Regions from separate parts of the Mus musculus genome. Here all the other regions are linked to region 4. Evidence: chromatin contacts called from public HiChIP or PLAC-seq data. All regions are on one chromosome and are shown on one strand. Each heading gives the region's core, a stretch centred on a gene start, on an enhancer-like site or on the middle of the called end of the contact. The rest is flanking DNA. Distances are from core to core; before and after follow the strand shown. Region 1 overlaps Gmds (GDP-mannose 4, 6-dehydratase). Region 2 has its middle 38 kb from the start of 4930401O12Rik. Region 3 has its middle 75 kb from the start of 4930401O12Rik. Region 4 holds the start of Foxq1 (forkhead box Q1).

What was found. HiChIP or PLAC-seq counts read pairs in DNA pulled down with a chosen protein or histone mark.
Region 1: a contact with region 4 is called in a FOXA1 HiChIP or PLAC-seq map of pancreatic cancer cells. The contact joins the enhancer-like site here to the promoter of Foxq1 in region 4. A contact is called at or near these places in 1 of 39 promoter capture datasets (embryonic stem cells), 7 of 484 Hi-C or Micro-C datasets (cerebellum, embryonic stem cells and spermatogonial stem cells) and 2 of 115 datasets of contacts at active chromatin or transcription factors (embryonic stem cells and pancreatic cancer cells).
Region 2: an H3K27ac HiChIP or PLAC-seq map of extraembryonic endoderm stem cells shows a contact between it and region 4, with 4 times the contacts expected there. The contact joins the enhancer-like site here to the promoter of Foxq1 in region 4. A contact is called at or near these places in 2 of 39 promoter capture datasets (the 3T3-L1 cell line and hippocampal neurons), 1 of 15 datasets of contacts at CTCF or cohesin (the NIH/3T3 cell line), 1 of 484 Hi-C or Micro-C datasets (nephron progenitors), 7 of 115 datasets of contacts at active chromatin or transcription factors (bone marrow-derived macrophages, craniofacial prominence, embryonic stem cells and 3 more) and 4 of 9 other capture datasets (adipose tissue, embryonic stem cells, liver and 1 more).
Region 3: a CTCF HiChIP or PLAC-seq map of the NIH/3T3 cell line shows a contact between it and region 4, with 6 read pairs. The contact joins the enhancer-like site here to the promoter of Foxq1 in region 4. A contact is called at or near these places in 7 of 39 promoter capture datasets (the SN4741 cell line, cranial neural crest, embryonic stem cells and 3 more), 1 of 15 datasets of contacts at CTCF or cohesin (the NIH/3T3 cell line), 1 of 484 Hi-C or Micro-C datasets (bone marrow-derived macrophages), 7 of 115 datasets of contacts at active chromatin or transcription factors (bone marrow-derived macrophages, embryonic forebrain, embryonic hindbrain and 4 more) and 5 of 9 other capture datasets (adipose tissue, embryonic stem cells, liver and 2 more).

What each region holds. Positions count from the first base shown.
Region 1 is chr13:31,819,178-31,822,676 of GRCm38.p6, reverse strand. It overlaps Gmds (GDP-mannose 4, 6-dehydratase), which reads left to right. Exons shown (of 11, transcript NM_146041.2): 10 at 2,467-2,535; 11 at 2,699-3,091. The coding sequence ends at 2,761. Among named protein-coding and RNA genes, the nearest start is that of Foxc1, 14 kb to the right of the region's middle. Within about 2 kb of position 1,781, at least 118 of the 459 cell types and tissues checked have an H3K27ac peak or open chromatin away from gene starts, as enhancers often do. A contact at or near this core is called in pancreatic cancer cells, where this site is marked.
Region 2 is chr13:31,277,659-31,281,334 of GRCm38.p6, reverse strand. No RefSeq gene overlaps it. Among named protein-coding and RNA genes, the nearest start is that of 4930401O12Rik, 38 kb to the right of the region's middle. Within about 2 kb of position 1,259, at least 5 of the 459 cell types and tissues checked have an H3K27ac peak or open chromatin away from gene starts, as enhancers often do. A contact at or near this core is called in extraembryonic endoderm stem cells, where this site is marked.
Region 3 is chr13:31,164,524-31,167,976 of GRCm38.p6, reverse strand. No RefSeq gene overlaps it. Among named protein-coding and RNA genes, the nearest start is that of 4930401O12Rik, 75 kb to the left of the region's middle. Within about 2 kb of position 1,451, at least 21 of the 459 cell types and tissues checked have an H3K27ac peak or open chromatin away from gene starts, as enhancers often do. A contact at or near this core is called in the NIH/3T3 cell line and the SN4741 cell line, where this site is marked.
Region 4 is chr13:31,556,209-31,559,987 of GRCm38.p6, reverse strand. It overlaps Foxq1 (forkhead box Q1), which reads right to left and starts at 1,818. Exons shown (of 1, transcript NM_008239.4): 1 at 1-1,818. The coding sequence starts at 1,071.

The DNA of each region.
Region 1 (3,499 bases), core at 532-3,031, 260 kb before region 4:
TTTACAGTATATGTTAGTAGTGTCTGTTGCTAAGCTTTTGAAAACCATTTTTCTTTTTCCTTAATTGTAGTTGCCTGGTTGTTTTTATATTATGAGCTACTTGTAGAAAAATACAGGAAACATAATTACAATACAACCTTCCCTTTCCCAAGCCTACTGAGATCATTTGAAACCAGACAGGGTTTTAAGGCTCTTTTAGCTGTATGTTCACAGCCATGAATTGCATCCATGCTGAGTTGGTTAATTTACAGCCCTGCTATGTGATTCTACATAACCGTGTTCTCCTGAAGCTGCTGTAGGAGGGAGCCAGGGAGGGGCTGGAGGACATTGCTCCAGGACTCCAAGCTACACAGCTTCCTTCCTCTGGGGAAAAAGAAGGAATATCTTTGTGTGACTTTTACACTAAAAAAGCAGCATTGTAAAAGGATATTCAAGTTTATTTAGGGAGAGAAAAGAGAAATAAATTACTTGGTTTGTTTTTTTCACCTACACTGGCAGCTCCAGGTAGCACTGTGCTATAAACGCAAATTACTAATTCTGGTATCCTACCTTTCCTGGGGAGTCTGGAAATGGGCTTTTAGGCCTGCAGAAATAACTTGCTTCACTCTGGTGAACACTCTGGGGAGGAAGTGGGTACTTCAGCATATTGTGAAATGCAAAGCCTTTGGGAATTTGATTTATTCAAGCCTAAAAAGCAATGCTGGATGATTGAGAAGGAGAGTCCCTGAATGTCCTCTGCTTGAGTAAGAGTCAGGCTGGGAAAGGGAATCCAGACCGCCTCTGCTTGGAAGGCCCAGGTGAGCACATTGTGTGCACACACAGATAGCTTATACCTAACCCCAGCCTACCCATCTGAAATCCAGAATAAAATGCCTTTGCCTGCCGAGTTCAGGAGACTGAGAGCAGGAGAAGCCTTTTACTGCAGCATGGTTACGATTATCGGTGGCTGTCACTCAGAGGGATGGTTCACTTGTCCAATAGTGTACTGCTAAAATAAAGTGCCTTAATGTAATACTTATCACTATAAAGATCACCTCCCCCCTCCCTTCCTGCCCAGTCCCTGGTTATTTTGAGTCTTGGCATATTCATATGGTATCCTCATACGAATAGACCTAACTGGAGTTCCCTGCTTTTTTCTTCCTTTCCTCTCTTCCCTTTCATCTTATCTTGAAATTCCCACTAGTCTTGAGACCTGCAATAAAGAACTGTGAGTGAGGGCCAAGATAGAGGATTTTCTTCTCTTCTGTTTCTTGTTTGTTGCCAGTCTTCTTTCCAAGGAAACCTCTTAAATGAATAATTGTGAACTTCTCTTGCTAGAATTCTCCAGGAAGCCTGAATCCACATGTGTTTCCCCCGGTAAAGTCAGAGCCGAGCAAGCCGATTAGGCTTGGCTCTGTGCTGTATGTTAAGGCCCACTCCTGGGCCGTGTCAGTGGTTGTCAGCACTCTTCTCTGAAAGTGGACCTGTAAATAGCAGGCAGAGAGAGGTGAAAAGCTAGAGAAAGGGTCTAGACCGACAGGGGTACATGGCCTCTAATGCAGAGTTTCAAACTGAGATTTGCAAGTTTGTCCCATGAGTCGAGAAAAAAAATCCCCATATTCTAAGGAAGAAAGATAAGAGTAGAACAGACCCTTTAGTGTGGCTGCGAAAAGGAGGTTTCGGTTTAGGAGCTTGTGGGTTCCCTGCTGACTGGCAGAGAGAGCTGTCTCTACCCTAGCAGAGCCAGGGCTCAGCCCCTGCTACTGTAAGCTCTGCTCTCTAGGCTGACCACGCTGTGGTGGTGCCGATCGATCGCCTGCAACTGCCTGCCCGCCTGGGCTGTCCCAAAAGCTGGAGACTGGAGGTAGGGATCCGATCCGCTACTACGAATCCAGGCGGCCAGGCGCCAGGGACAGGGCAAAGGCTATAGAACTGATGGTAGGTAGTGGGGCCTGAGGAAGTGTAGTTTCTAGGGACCTAGCAGATGAGTCAGGGTTCTGCCGGTCGAGGATCTGGAATTACTGTTCTGCAGTGGAACTCCCCTGCCGGCATGATTTACCCGTGGCCTTGCCGAGAAGTGCAGTAACTTAACAGTTCTTACAGCAGTTCTCCTGACAACTTAATATCTAAGAAAGAAAGAAAGAAAGAAAGAAAGAAAGAAAGAAAGAAAGAAAGAAAGAAAGAAAGAAGGAAGGAAGGAAGGAAGGAAGGAAGGAAGGAAGGAAGGAAGGAAGGAAGGAAGGAAGGAAAGAAAGAGAAAGAAAGAAAGAAAGAAAGAAAGAAAGAAAGAAAGAAAGAAAGAAAGAAAGAAAGAAAGAGAAAGAGCCATCGGAGTCACTAGGACAAGGTGGGGCAGGGAATGTGGGCAGTTGGAGATGCTTACTTGCAAGGTCCTAGCTGACCCGATGGTAAGTACCTGATGAGACAGATTGGGCAAGGGGTATGACAAGCCCATGCATGCACAGCTCATCTGCCATCTCTCCACAGGACTTTCTGCAGGGAGACTGCTCCAAGGCTCAGCAGAAGCTAAACTGGAAGCCCCGCGTTGCCTTTGACGTAAGTTTTGTCTCCAGTGCATATTCTCAGAGCTGCTAGCTGTGAGCTCTTGCTGGCGGGCTGTTGTCAAACAGGAGACCTTTCAGGGCCCTGTGAGGAGGTGTTATAGGAGAGGGTGGCAGAAACTCCGCCCTTACGGTCCACCCTGAATCTTGGGTTGCAGGAGCTGGTGAGGGAGATGGTGCAGGCCGACGTGGAGCTCATGAGGACCAACCCCAACGCTTGAGCCCCTCTGCAGAGACTCGAGGGGCATGGTGACAGTGCAGAGCCAGGGAACCAGAGTCCAGTAACTCCTGCCAACCATGGACCCTCGACCTCCTGTGCTGTCCCTGTATCCAGAGCTGGGCCACAGAGGTTTGTAGAGCCTGGGACAGGACACACCAGAGCTAAGGCCGCATTGCTTTTGTCAAAGTCTCCTCCTCTGACTGGTTTCAGGAAATCAAGAAGTTTGAATCACATACTCATTTTACTTGAAATTATGTCACTAGACAACTTATATTTTGGAGTCTTGAGATTGTTTTTCTCTTTTCTTATTAAATAATCTTTCTATAAACCAGCACTAACAGAGTTTGCTGTGTATGTTTTCTCCAGGTTATAATGTAGGCAGTTTATGGCCCCAGACCACACCCACACCCACAGCTGGGGATGGAACAGTCCTTAGTTCCTTTGGGAGAGCCCCTGTTGAAAAGACCCTAACCTAAGCTGGCAGAGCACCCAGCTAAGTCTCTGCCTTAGGACACACCTATCCCCTGCTGAACTGAAACATTCCTATCCGGTCTTGTCTCTGCTGAGTTTAATTAGAACCACCTAGCTTTCACCCTCTCAGAAAAGGCTCATGAAACATGGGCTAAAAGAAACTTTGATGGTAAGTAAATATTGCTGGAACATTGTATGTGAAAGCCCAAAAGCCCCCAATGCCTCTTCTATGTGCTAGAGTCTTTCACACAATATTTACTTCCAACAT
Region 2 (3,676 bases), core at 10-2,509, 280 kb after region 4:
GGTATCTTACACTACTATTTGATTTAATTCTTGCCACAACATATATGTATATGTGATATATACATATATAATATATACATGCACATATTCATATATACATGCATCCTTTGTATATCTCTCTCTCTTTTTTAGACATTTTCTTCATTTACATTTCAAATTCTATCCCCTTTCCAATCTCCTCTCCGAAAGTCCCCTATACCCTCCCCTTGCCCTGCTCCCCAACCCACCCACTCCCGCTTCCTGGCCCTGGCATTCCCCTGTACTGGGTCATATAATCTTCATAAGACCAAGGGCCTCTCCTTCCACTGATGGTTGACTAGGCCATCCTCTGTTACATATGCAACTAGAGACAAGCTCTGGGGGGTATTGGTTAGTTCTTATTGTTGTTTCTCCTATAGGGTTGCAGACCCCTTTAGCTCCTTGGGTACTTTCTCTAGCTCCTTCATTGGGGGCCCTGTGTTCCATCCTATAGATGACTGTGAACATCCACTTCTGTATTGTATATCTCTCTTTTCCAAGTGAGAATTAAGTCTCAGAGAGACCACATGAACTGCCCAAGGTCACACAGTTAGTAGTGAAGACTCCTGGTACTGGATAATGAAAGCACATGGTTAACCCTCACTGTTGGCACAGACTCTCCCAAAGATGTTTAAAGCAAATTGCTCAGAACAGTTACTCAAAGGCCCCCTGTCCAATTTCTGTGTTTCTCGGGTATCTATCACATTACTGGTTGACTTGTTCTGCCCTGAGTCCAAGCTAGCACTATCATGTCTGCTTTGTGAAGTGCTCCCAGCCCTTAAATCCCTGAATTCCATCCATATCTGTGGATTTAACAGCTTTGGGTCATGTGCTACATAGTTTACATATGCCATGGCTGCATCTGTACTTACTAAGTACACTTGTCGTTGGTATTATTTCTTAATCAGTATAATAACCTTCACACATGCCTTACACTACATCAGCATTCAAAACATGATGTCATGTTCACAAAAAGATGAACATGGTTTACATATAAATGAGGTGCCACTTTATATGTTATCCTGGGAAATTTTGGAGCAAACCTTCTCTAGATGCTGAGGAAAGACTTTCAACCCAGCCTCTGTAATATGCACAGTGCTTGGTGATGCACAGTGCTTGGTGATGCACAGTGCTTGGCCTTCTGTGGAATTCTAAGAATTCACAGACTTTCCTCAGGCGTGGCAGCCTGGTGGACTATATATAGTAATGAGAGCCAGCAGAGGTTCCTGTCAACCCCACCTAGCTGACATAATCAGAGAAGGTAGTCAACGAGTAACAGTATAAGGGCATGGCTGGGTCCCATTGTCCCGTACTGGAAGGCACAGAGAACAATGGGAATCCCACTCACCATGTGCCAGTTCCTTCTGAGTTCTTAGTTATTATGTTAGGATTTTCTAAAGGAATGGAACTTACAGAATGAATATACATATATATGACCATACACATATATGTATGTATGTACATATGTATGTATGTATTCATACATATTTGTGAGGAATACAAGAGGGAGCAGGCAAGAGCAAGTTTCCATCTTTAATGTCCTTTATATAGGCTGTCAGCAAAAGGTGTGGCTCAGATTAAAGTTGGATCTTCTCATTTCAAAATATCTGAATTGAAGTCGTATATTCCCATCTCAAAAGATTCAGATTAAAAGTGGGTCTTCCCATGTCAAATGATTTAATTAAGAAAAAACAACTCTCACCAGCGTTTTAGTTAATTCCAAATGTAGTCAACTTGACAACCAAGCATAGCCACACACAGTTGCATTGCCTCATAGCATTCACCACAGTCTCAGGCTACCAGTATCCTTCTTTCAAAGATGAGGAAGAGGAGGTGCAGAGAGAGGAAGCAATGTGTTCCAGTCCCATCTGGTAAAGCTCCAGGAGCTGGGATTCCAATCCAGGCTACTGGTTCAAATAGCTTTCTGTTCTCACCTTCAGTGTCAGTGCCTAAAGCAGTGGTCTAACATTGAGGGAAAGTGGGTAATTCTCTCATTCAATGTTAACTAACCAATACTAGCAGCGTAAAGTACAGATCAGGTCACTGAACATGTGCAAGTCTCCTCCCTGGCTCAGTAACTGAGAGCTGAGGTCTAATGGAGTCACTCATGGGTTTGTTTCAGACACTGATGCCCCAACTATTATCAGTCTCCTGTCTCTGTGCCCTTGTGGAAGGGTGCTCTCTTGCTACTCCATGGCTTCTGTATGTACTTCCCCCAATTCCAAGGAACTTTTCACTGCCTTCTGTTCTTCCTTTAAGATGTCAACCCATCAGAGTCACAACTCAAGACCATTTTCTCCAGAAAGTCTTGGTAATCCCTTGTTGGTGTTTAGTTTTCATACAGATGTGAATAATAAAATCACCATGACCAAGATCAACGAATTGGTCTTTTCTTCTGTCCCCTCAGAACTTGATGCTTATATTACAATGATCATCTTCATCTGCTCTCAGAATGATCTGTGACCTGTCTTAGGAAACATATGAGGTCTTTAAGCTGTAAATTCCATGCTTCCCTTCAACACCAGGCCAGCACTCCATACATGCACAGTGACACTCTATAAAGCGGTATGTGAGGAAACAGGTAGCATCCACAGAGATGTGCCACATCCCAAGAGAGTCTTTCTTTTTAAGTCATCTTGCAGAAAAGAGGAAACTGAAGGCTTACACTACACATGGAAGCTTCCAGGGCCTTTATTCAGATAAGTCTTTCAAACTTGGCTGGGGTGACAGTGGCCTGCTCCATTAGCCTTTGATTTGAAGGGTTATTAAGGGTGGGTTTTATAGCAGTGCCATAAACAGAATGTAAACAGGCCGGAGGAAAACAAATGTGACAACTACAGGTCTGTTTACTTCTTTTATTTATGTTCTGTCTTCTGCCTTCAGATTAATTTCTGGATCAGAGGTTTTAGAAGCAGTTGCTGTGCCGGCCTATAATTAAGTCGTTGGGTGGAGCCAGGGTCTGCTCTCCCCGATGGTGAATTGAACAGTGAAAAATTTAATCAAATAAGCAATTAACAAGAGTCCTCATGACGCTAAATGTAGCGAGAGTCAGCAATGCTCAATCTTTCAATGTGTTTCATCTCCTTGCTTTAGATGGCTCAGTTATAGATCTTCATTGGATGGAGGGGGGAGGCACTGGCTCACTGCCACTGGGTGGCTTCATTAAGCCTTCAATGTGCCCTTGGTTGTTCCTGAAAGGACCCAGAACGTAGCCCAAGCAGGCAGTATTCCAAATGGATTATAACACTTCTAGAATCTACTCAGAGTGTGACAGTTGTGCAGTATAGACTACTCTCCTGGGAAGTCTTTTCAAGCCATGCACCTTGCAGAAGACGTGGGTGACCTGAGAGGTCTCAAGGGGCAGTGTCAGTTCCTGCATGGCCTCAAAGCAGCAGGCCATATTACCTGCACAGTCTTGGAACCACCTCCTTGGAAGGGAAAGAGACTATCTCAAATCAACCACAGGCTATAACAAAATGCTTCACTCTGGGTGATATCTAAACATCATAAACTTATTGCTCATAGTTCTGGAGTCTGGGAGTCTAAGATAAAGGTAGCAGTAGGTTTGATGTCTGATAAGGTCTCTTTTTCATCCTGTTCTGACCACACATGGAAATAAACAAAAACCACCCTACTTCCCTGGACCTCCTTGGTAAAG
Region 3 (3,453 bases), core at 202-2,701, 390 kb after region 4:
TTATTGCTGACACCAAGACCACAGCAACTCTTATATAGGAAACCATTTAACTGGGAATGACTTATGGTTCGGAGTTTTAGTTCACTATCACCATGGTGGGAAGCATGGTGGCACATAGGCTGACATGGTTGCTGAAGATGTTGCTGAGAGCTCTGCACCCAGATCAGCTTGGCTTGAGCTTCTGAAACCTCAAAGCCCACCCCCAGTGCCACACTTCCTATAATAAGATCACACCTTCTCCAACAAGGCCAAACATCCTAATGCTTTCAAATAATGCCACTCCCTATGCGTTTATGTGCGCCATTTTCATTCAAACTACCCCAAGCAGTAAGTAAGGCATAGGGGAAATTAAATGGGACTGAGACTAATACAAACAAGACAACAGGCCAGGGTGCAGTGCAAAGAGAGGCCACTGGCAGAGCAATGCTCACAGCTGCTGCCCATCACTGATGAGCTGCACCCAGATCTGTGACCTAGTGAGAGATGATGGAAGCAGAAGAGAGCTGCGACCCAACGTGTGGAAGCACATCCTCATCACTGGCTGTGAGAACAGCTGACGGGGGAGGATGCACTTTGTGTGCTCGGGATCCCCTGGTGAATAGACATTTACTAAACGCAGAGGCACAATCTTGCCAGGTTTCTCCTAGATGTTTTAAAAACAAGTCACACTTTACATCTGAGTAGGAACATTTGAAGTTGCTTGACATTTTGAGATTAAATCGTCTCTACTAGAAGAGATAATTTTTGATCCTAACCAAACACGTGACAGTATCCAGGCTTGAATACAAAGGAGGAAGAGAAGTTCTGTTCTGCATTAAGACACTGTACTTTAGGAGGAAAATGAGCATCTGTCTACAAAGTATGGTCACTACTGGCCTCACTTCCTATCATTTTCAAGCCAGTGACATTTGCATGTCTTACCACAATGCTCTCCTCATAAAATGATGCCAGTGAATGCTCACAGGAAGCTAGAGACTGGATCACAAATACTTGATGCCTTTTTATTGAGACAATGGGAACTTAGAGAAAGGGAGGTTAGATGTTGCATGTTTGTGTGTGTGTGTGTGTGCATTTGCGTTTTCATGTATGTTTATCCTTTAATTTTAGTTTTAGGTAGGTGACAGGTATAAATGAGAATGGATGGATGGAGGAATGGATGGAGGCAGGCAGACAATGCATAGATTATTGGTAACTGTTGAAACAATGAAATATCTGATTCGTTGCCCTGGGCTTGTCTGGGGTATCCGTGTCTGGCAAGAGTCATGTCAAACATCCTCTGCGGCAGCCCCTCCCCCCAACGGATCGCCCACACACGGGACTTTAATGATCTGAGTCAGATTCCTTTACTGCTGTCTCAGAAAATGTCCAAGATGCCTTACAGATGATAGCTGTACAGCAGAGAGAGGCAGTGATTGCACCTGGCACAGAGCCGGCAAGCCTCCTTTGCCACAAAGAACCTCCCCGCAGCTTGGCTTTTTTACACATCACAGAGTACCCATTAGAAGTCCTCTCCAGCATCCCAGAGAAGAGAGCAACAGCCTCAGAGGGAGGTCTCAAGGCCTTCAGAGGTCTCAGGAAAACAACACAGAAGCCAACTAAGGAATGGACTCTCTGGCCACATTCCAACAAATCAGAACCTCTACTGAGCCTGTTTGTAAATTCATCCCAGAAAGGGATGTGGTTTGGCCTTGATGCAAAAAAAAGCATGTGCTCTCAGACAGTAAGAGCCAAGGTATGGTCTTCAAATAGCACAGAGCCCGAGATACTGGTTCTTGCTTTTTTAGTGGGCTGAAGTCTCCCAAGCCTCCTAAATGAGAGTTCAGAGGGTCACATGGATAACGAATGTTCTCCTCCATGTAAGCTCTTCATGGCAGCCCCAGAAAGATCAAGGTGGGCAGAACACAAGTAGTCCCAGCACAGCCCTGGCAGAGCACTTCCTGGTGATGTCACAGGACACATCTGCTTGGAGAGGTATGGAGAAGAAGCAAACCATCTTCTGTCAAATCATGAAAAAGGAGCTCAAAATAAGCAAAGTCATAGGTAAATATTTCTTAATGTTTTATCTTGAATATCCCAGTATCCACTTCCTGACCTGCCAGTTGGGCCGTGAGCTTTCGATATCCACAGTTAACACAAAGCCAAGCTGTGCAAGCTGGCCTGTCAGCCACCACTTGACTCCCACCTGCTTCACTGAGTAAATCAGATCCACAGGGCGCATAACAAGAACAAGTCATGAGAGGTTTGTGGCTTCCAACAAGCATTTGGTTAGCAGTTTGGGCTGGATGGAGCTGTGCTGTGCTGAGAATCTGGGTCAAGTGCATACTAAGGCGGGAAGTGGGTGAGTTATCCTGTCCTATCCTACAGGGGTGGTCTCGAAGGGAGCAAGAAAACCATTCTTATAGCTCAGACTGGAATTGGCACACAAATAACATTTTATTGATTAGAGCAGCCCACAGAGTCAATTGGTAGTTGAAATAGTTCTTGATTGGAGCTACGGACTCAAAATGTAAAGGTATTACAGGGAAAAGTACATGTGGGCTGGTGAGATGGCTCAGCGGGTAACAGCACTGACTGCTCTTCCAAAGGTCCTGAGTTCAAATCCCAGCAACCATATGGTAGCTCAAAACCACCTGTAATGGGATCTGACTCCCTCTTCTGGTGGGTCTGAAGACAGCTACAATGTACTTATGTATAATAATAAATCAATCTTTAAAAAAAAAGTACATGCTATTTTTGCAACTGTGAAAATCTACATGGGACAGTCTTCTAGAGTAATCTTAACAAAATGCCAGGCTTGCTGCTTTAAATATTAGAAATTTTACTCCGTTTTGATGTCTGGAAACCCAAGGTAAAGCCCAGTCAGGGCTGGATTCTCCTAATGTCTCTCTCCTTGGCTTGTAGATGGCACCTTCTCCCTGGGTCCCCCACATGGTCGTCCTGCACGCACATGTACAATAGTGTCTCTTTCTGGATCCTTTTCTCTTCCTATAGAGACACCAGTCACATTAGGACAGACACATCCTAAACATCATCACTTCTAATAAGTTCTCTACATAAAGGCTTATCCTCAAATTTATTCATTTTCAGACGTAGCTGGAGATTAAAGATAAAATAAGTGAAATTAAAAGGAAACACAACTTACCCTACATCCCCATCTAAATCTCTAACACAGGGGTAAAGAGATACCATATTTATGAGGTATGGGTCAGTGACAGAATACCTAAATACAAAGAACAAAAGATAGCACTGCCTTCATCCCTTGCATCTTATATACATGGGTTCACCAGCTTCCTGTGTCCCAAATTCCCAGAACCCTGATAGGCTGTCAGCCAGTGTTATGTGCATCCACTTAAGTCTACCCTCCTTGTGCTAACAGGGAGTGCTTTTGAAAAACGTCACCCACCAAAGCAGAGTTTAAATCAGAGGACAATAGATATCACTAATTTTTTAGTA
Region 4 (3,779 bases), core at 569-3,068:
TGGCTTGGCTGGAGCCGCGGTGGAGAGGGGCGCCAGCAGAAGGGGCGCCGCGGGCTGCACCTCGGTCCCGCGCGACGCCAGCAGCGTAGGCTCGCTTGCGCCGTAAGCACAGAGCGGTAGCAGAGCGCCACCGGGCGCCGCGGGAAGGAGCGCGGGATAGGCGCGCAGCGGCGGGCAGGGAGCGGCGCCCCAGGGTAGCTGCACCCCCAGAGCCGAGTCGCCGTCGCGGCGGCTGCGAAAAGGCTTGCTGAGAATGCTGTCGATGGCGAAGGAGCTGGAGAACTTGCTCGCAGGGCTGGAGCGCTCCTCCTGGCGAGCCGGCGAGCGCGCGATCGGGGAGGAGCGGGCGGCGGGCGCGGGCTGCGGGGTCCCGGCAGGTCCGGGTGGGGCTTCCTCCGGCCGCAGCCCGGACGCGGAGACTGTGGTCCGGTGGCTGAGGCGCTTGCGGCGGCGGCGGAAGACCCCGTCGGCGAAGGTGTATTCGCTGTTGGGGTTGAGCATCCAGTAGTTGTCCTTGCCCCAGGGCCGCGAGGGGTCGCGCAGCACCTTGACGAAACAGTCGTTGAGCGAGAGGTTGTGGCGCACGGAGTTGCGCCAGCCCGTGTAGCTGCCCCGGAAAAAGGGGAACTTGCCCATGAGGTACTCGTTGATCTCGGCCAGTGTCAGGCGTCCGCCCGCGGAGTCGCGGATGGCCATGGCGATGAGAGCGATGTAGGAGTATGGGGGCTTGGGCCGCCGCGTGTACGGCTTGCTGCGCGCGCCCTCGCCGCCGCCCACGCCGCCCGCGCACGGCCCTGCCGCGGAGGCCTGCGTTCTGCTGTCATCAGTTGCCTCCGGACCGTCTTGGGCGCTCGGCCCGCCACTCGAATTCCTCTCGCCGCCGCCACCTTCCAGATCCCCGGCGCCGCTGCCCGCCGCCGGGCTGTTGGCTGCACAGTCCCCGTCTGAGCCTAAGGAGTCGTCACCAGCCGCGGACAGTGGAGATGGCACGTCGCTGCTGCCGGCCCCCTCCAGATCGCTGCCCATTTTGTCCCCGTGGGCTGCGCGTGGGACGAACACCTCCAATTTCATGCCGGCGCTGGTGCTTCCAGTCCGGCACAGTTACCCCTTTCCTGCGAGGTCGTAGGAAGCGAGTGGCGCCCGGAGTGGCGATCCCGTGGCCCGCTGAGTCTGTCTTCTCCTGGGAGGGACCGCTCCTGCGTCTTTCCGAGAGAGACGCTTTTCCGAAAGGTTCTCCTCCGCTGGGATTTTTTTTGGGAGGGGTTTTGATTGTTGGGTGAAGTGAGGAGTGGAGTGATAGAAGTTGGTGCAGTGCTGTCCTTACTCCGAGGTTTAGAGACTTTGAGCGGAAGACAAGCGAGGAATGAGGGGCCACCCTGCGAAGCGGGGGCCAGGACACACCAGCCTTAGGATTTCGTGCTGGGAGGACCGAGCCGGCGCTTATGCTATCGGTCTGGGCGTCCAAAAGTGTTCCTTCGCTGGATGTCTAGGTCTCAGGCACCGACCTGACGTCTGCTGGCGCACCCGCTACTTTTGAGGATAGGACGTCTTCAGCCTCGAGAGCCCATAGAAAGGAGTCTTCGAGGCCGCCGCACCCGCAGCCGCCTTGCCACCCCCGGCTTCCCGGGCAGCATGTCCGCGCTGGCCGGCCGCAGCAGAATCTCGCCTCCACCTTCGGTCCGGCCCAATATAACCCTGCGGCGGCTCCGCGCGGGCGGGGCCTGGGCGCCCACGGCCAGGGGGTGGGGGAACTAGGTGGCCGAGGTGGCCGCGGCTCCCCCCAAGGCGTTCATCAGGCCGAGGCCACGCGGCGGCGCGGCCACAGAGTCTCCGCGGGCGCAGGTTGTTTGTTTTGGGTCTGGCCGGCCCCGCCCTTTCGGTCTCGCCAATGGGGAGCGAGCGCACGGCTAGGGTGTGCGCGCGAGTGTGCGCGCCTGTGCGGCTGCCCCGCCCGCCCCGCTGCGCAGGTAGGAGCTTCTGGCTTCCCGCGGCCACCGAGTGGGTTTCTGCGCCCCCCGGACTCACCAAGACGATTGCTCTCCTATACCTGGTAGAGCTGACACTTTTTGGACGCTCCAGAGAGACACCTAAAAGGGCTTAGGCCGAGGGACTGGTTGCATAGGTCTGGCCGCCGTCCTGAGCTGCGCGCTGCGTGCAGCCTGCGGATTTTTTTGGCAAGGAGAGCCAATATTCTTAGGAAAGGAAATCCCTGGTGATAATTGAATCGCTGAACTGCAGACACCCCGTGGAACAGCCTTTGCATTGACCTCTTTCGTGCCCTTCCTCTTACTTCCTCTCTATGGCCAACTTTACCCCTTGTAACAAGTAAAAACCACGAGCTTGAAATTCTATGATTCTTTTTGGTTGATCGTGCCTCTTGTTTCTTAGCCGGCTTCCGACTTTCACTTTTATTTTGTCATACCTGGCTGGAGGCTCTGGGGGGAAGGAGGCAACGCCCCATACTTTTACCGGGAGGCCGCTTTGCAAGAGAGGTGCCCGGCTCTGCCTGCCTTGAGTCCCTTCCGAAGTCTTGTGACGTGGGCTTTGCCCACAGCCATGCAGTGCCCGGGTCTAGCAATCAACAAGAATCACGGGAGGATGTGTGTTCCTTGGGGCATGAGGCAAAGGCAAGGCGTGTTTATCGCTATTTGTCTGCAACTGTGCTCTAGAACTTGCCTTGGCTTTAGTGGCACGGGTGTCAAACAGGAAAGGAGGCCTCTTCTGCAACTCCTCCGACTCCCTGACAACTCTGTGTCAGTTCTCCAAGGAAAGGGGCCTTGCACTAGGAAGGGTGCACTTTTGACCCTATGCCTACCACGCCAGCTTCCTCCTTCTTCCTGCTTTTGTTGCGAATAATGTTGAGGCTGCGACTATGTGGGAGAGCATGTTTGAAGTTTATTTTATTACTTTCCACCATTTGTGTGGAAAGCATACACAAGCTTCTCTTCTCTTAAGTCAAGAAGCCGTAAAGGCGCTCAGAATGCAGTGGGCATCTTGACAGCCAGCAGGAATCTGATGTTTTGTAGTATGCAGGGAGTAACTGTTTACCACGTGGTGCGTTCCTCCAGCCTCGAAAAACAGCCTCTTTCAAGGGGTTCCTCTTAGCTCCTGCCCGCAAATGGATGGTCCCTAGGTCCTGGCCAGGGGAGTGCGTTGGGATGAGAATTAGCCCAGTGCAAGGTGACAAAGCATTGATTTGGCCAGGGATAAAAGACATTGTTAATGAAGGTTGTCCTTATTTGAACTCAGCGTGCCTGTTTTATGGAGGAGATACATTTAGGAGGGTTAAGACTCAATAGGCAATAGGCAATAGGGAGATTCCAGGCCTAGGAACACCAGTGGCTGCTAATCCACTCACTGCCAGTCCACCTCACTGCCAGTCCCGCACTTCATCCGTCACCACCTCTCACTAGCTGCAGCAGATACTCTCCTTACCTTGATCTTGGTTAGGCGAGGAAATGCCTATTCCTCGTCCCTATTAAGCTGACTGTTGGGTTTGGAGCTTGTGATGGGGGAGGAGAGGAGGATGGAGAATTCTCAGCTGGGGTGAGGGTGGGGCAACTCTTTCTACTTTGAGAGTTCTTTGGGAGGTTGGAATGGCTAGGTAAGATACTACCCATGGACCACTACGACGACTTCGGAGAGGAAGACCCCAGGAGGAAAATGGCTGGGTCCAGCTATCTGGGAAGGGGAAGAGGAACCTGGGAACTAGGATACAGACTCCATCAAGATGGAGTCTTGTCTTTATTTCTTGGCTGTATATCCTATTCTTGCCCCAT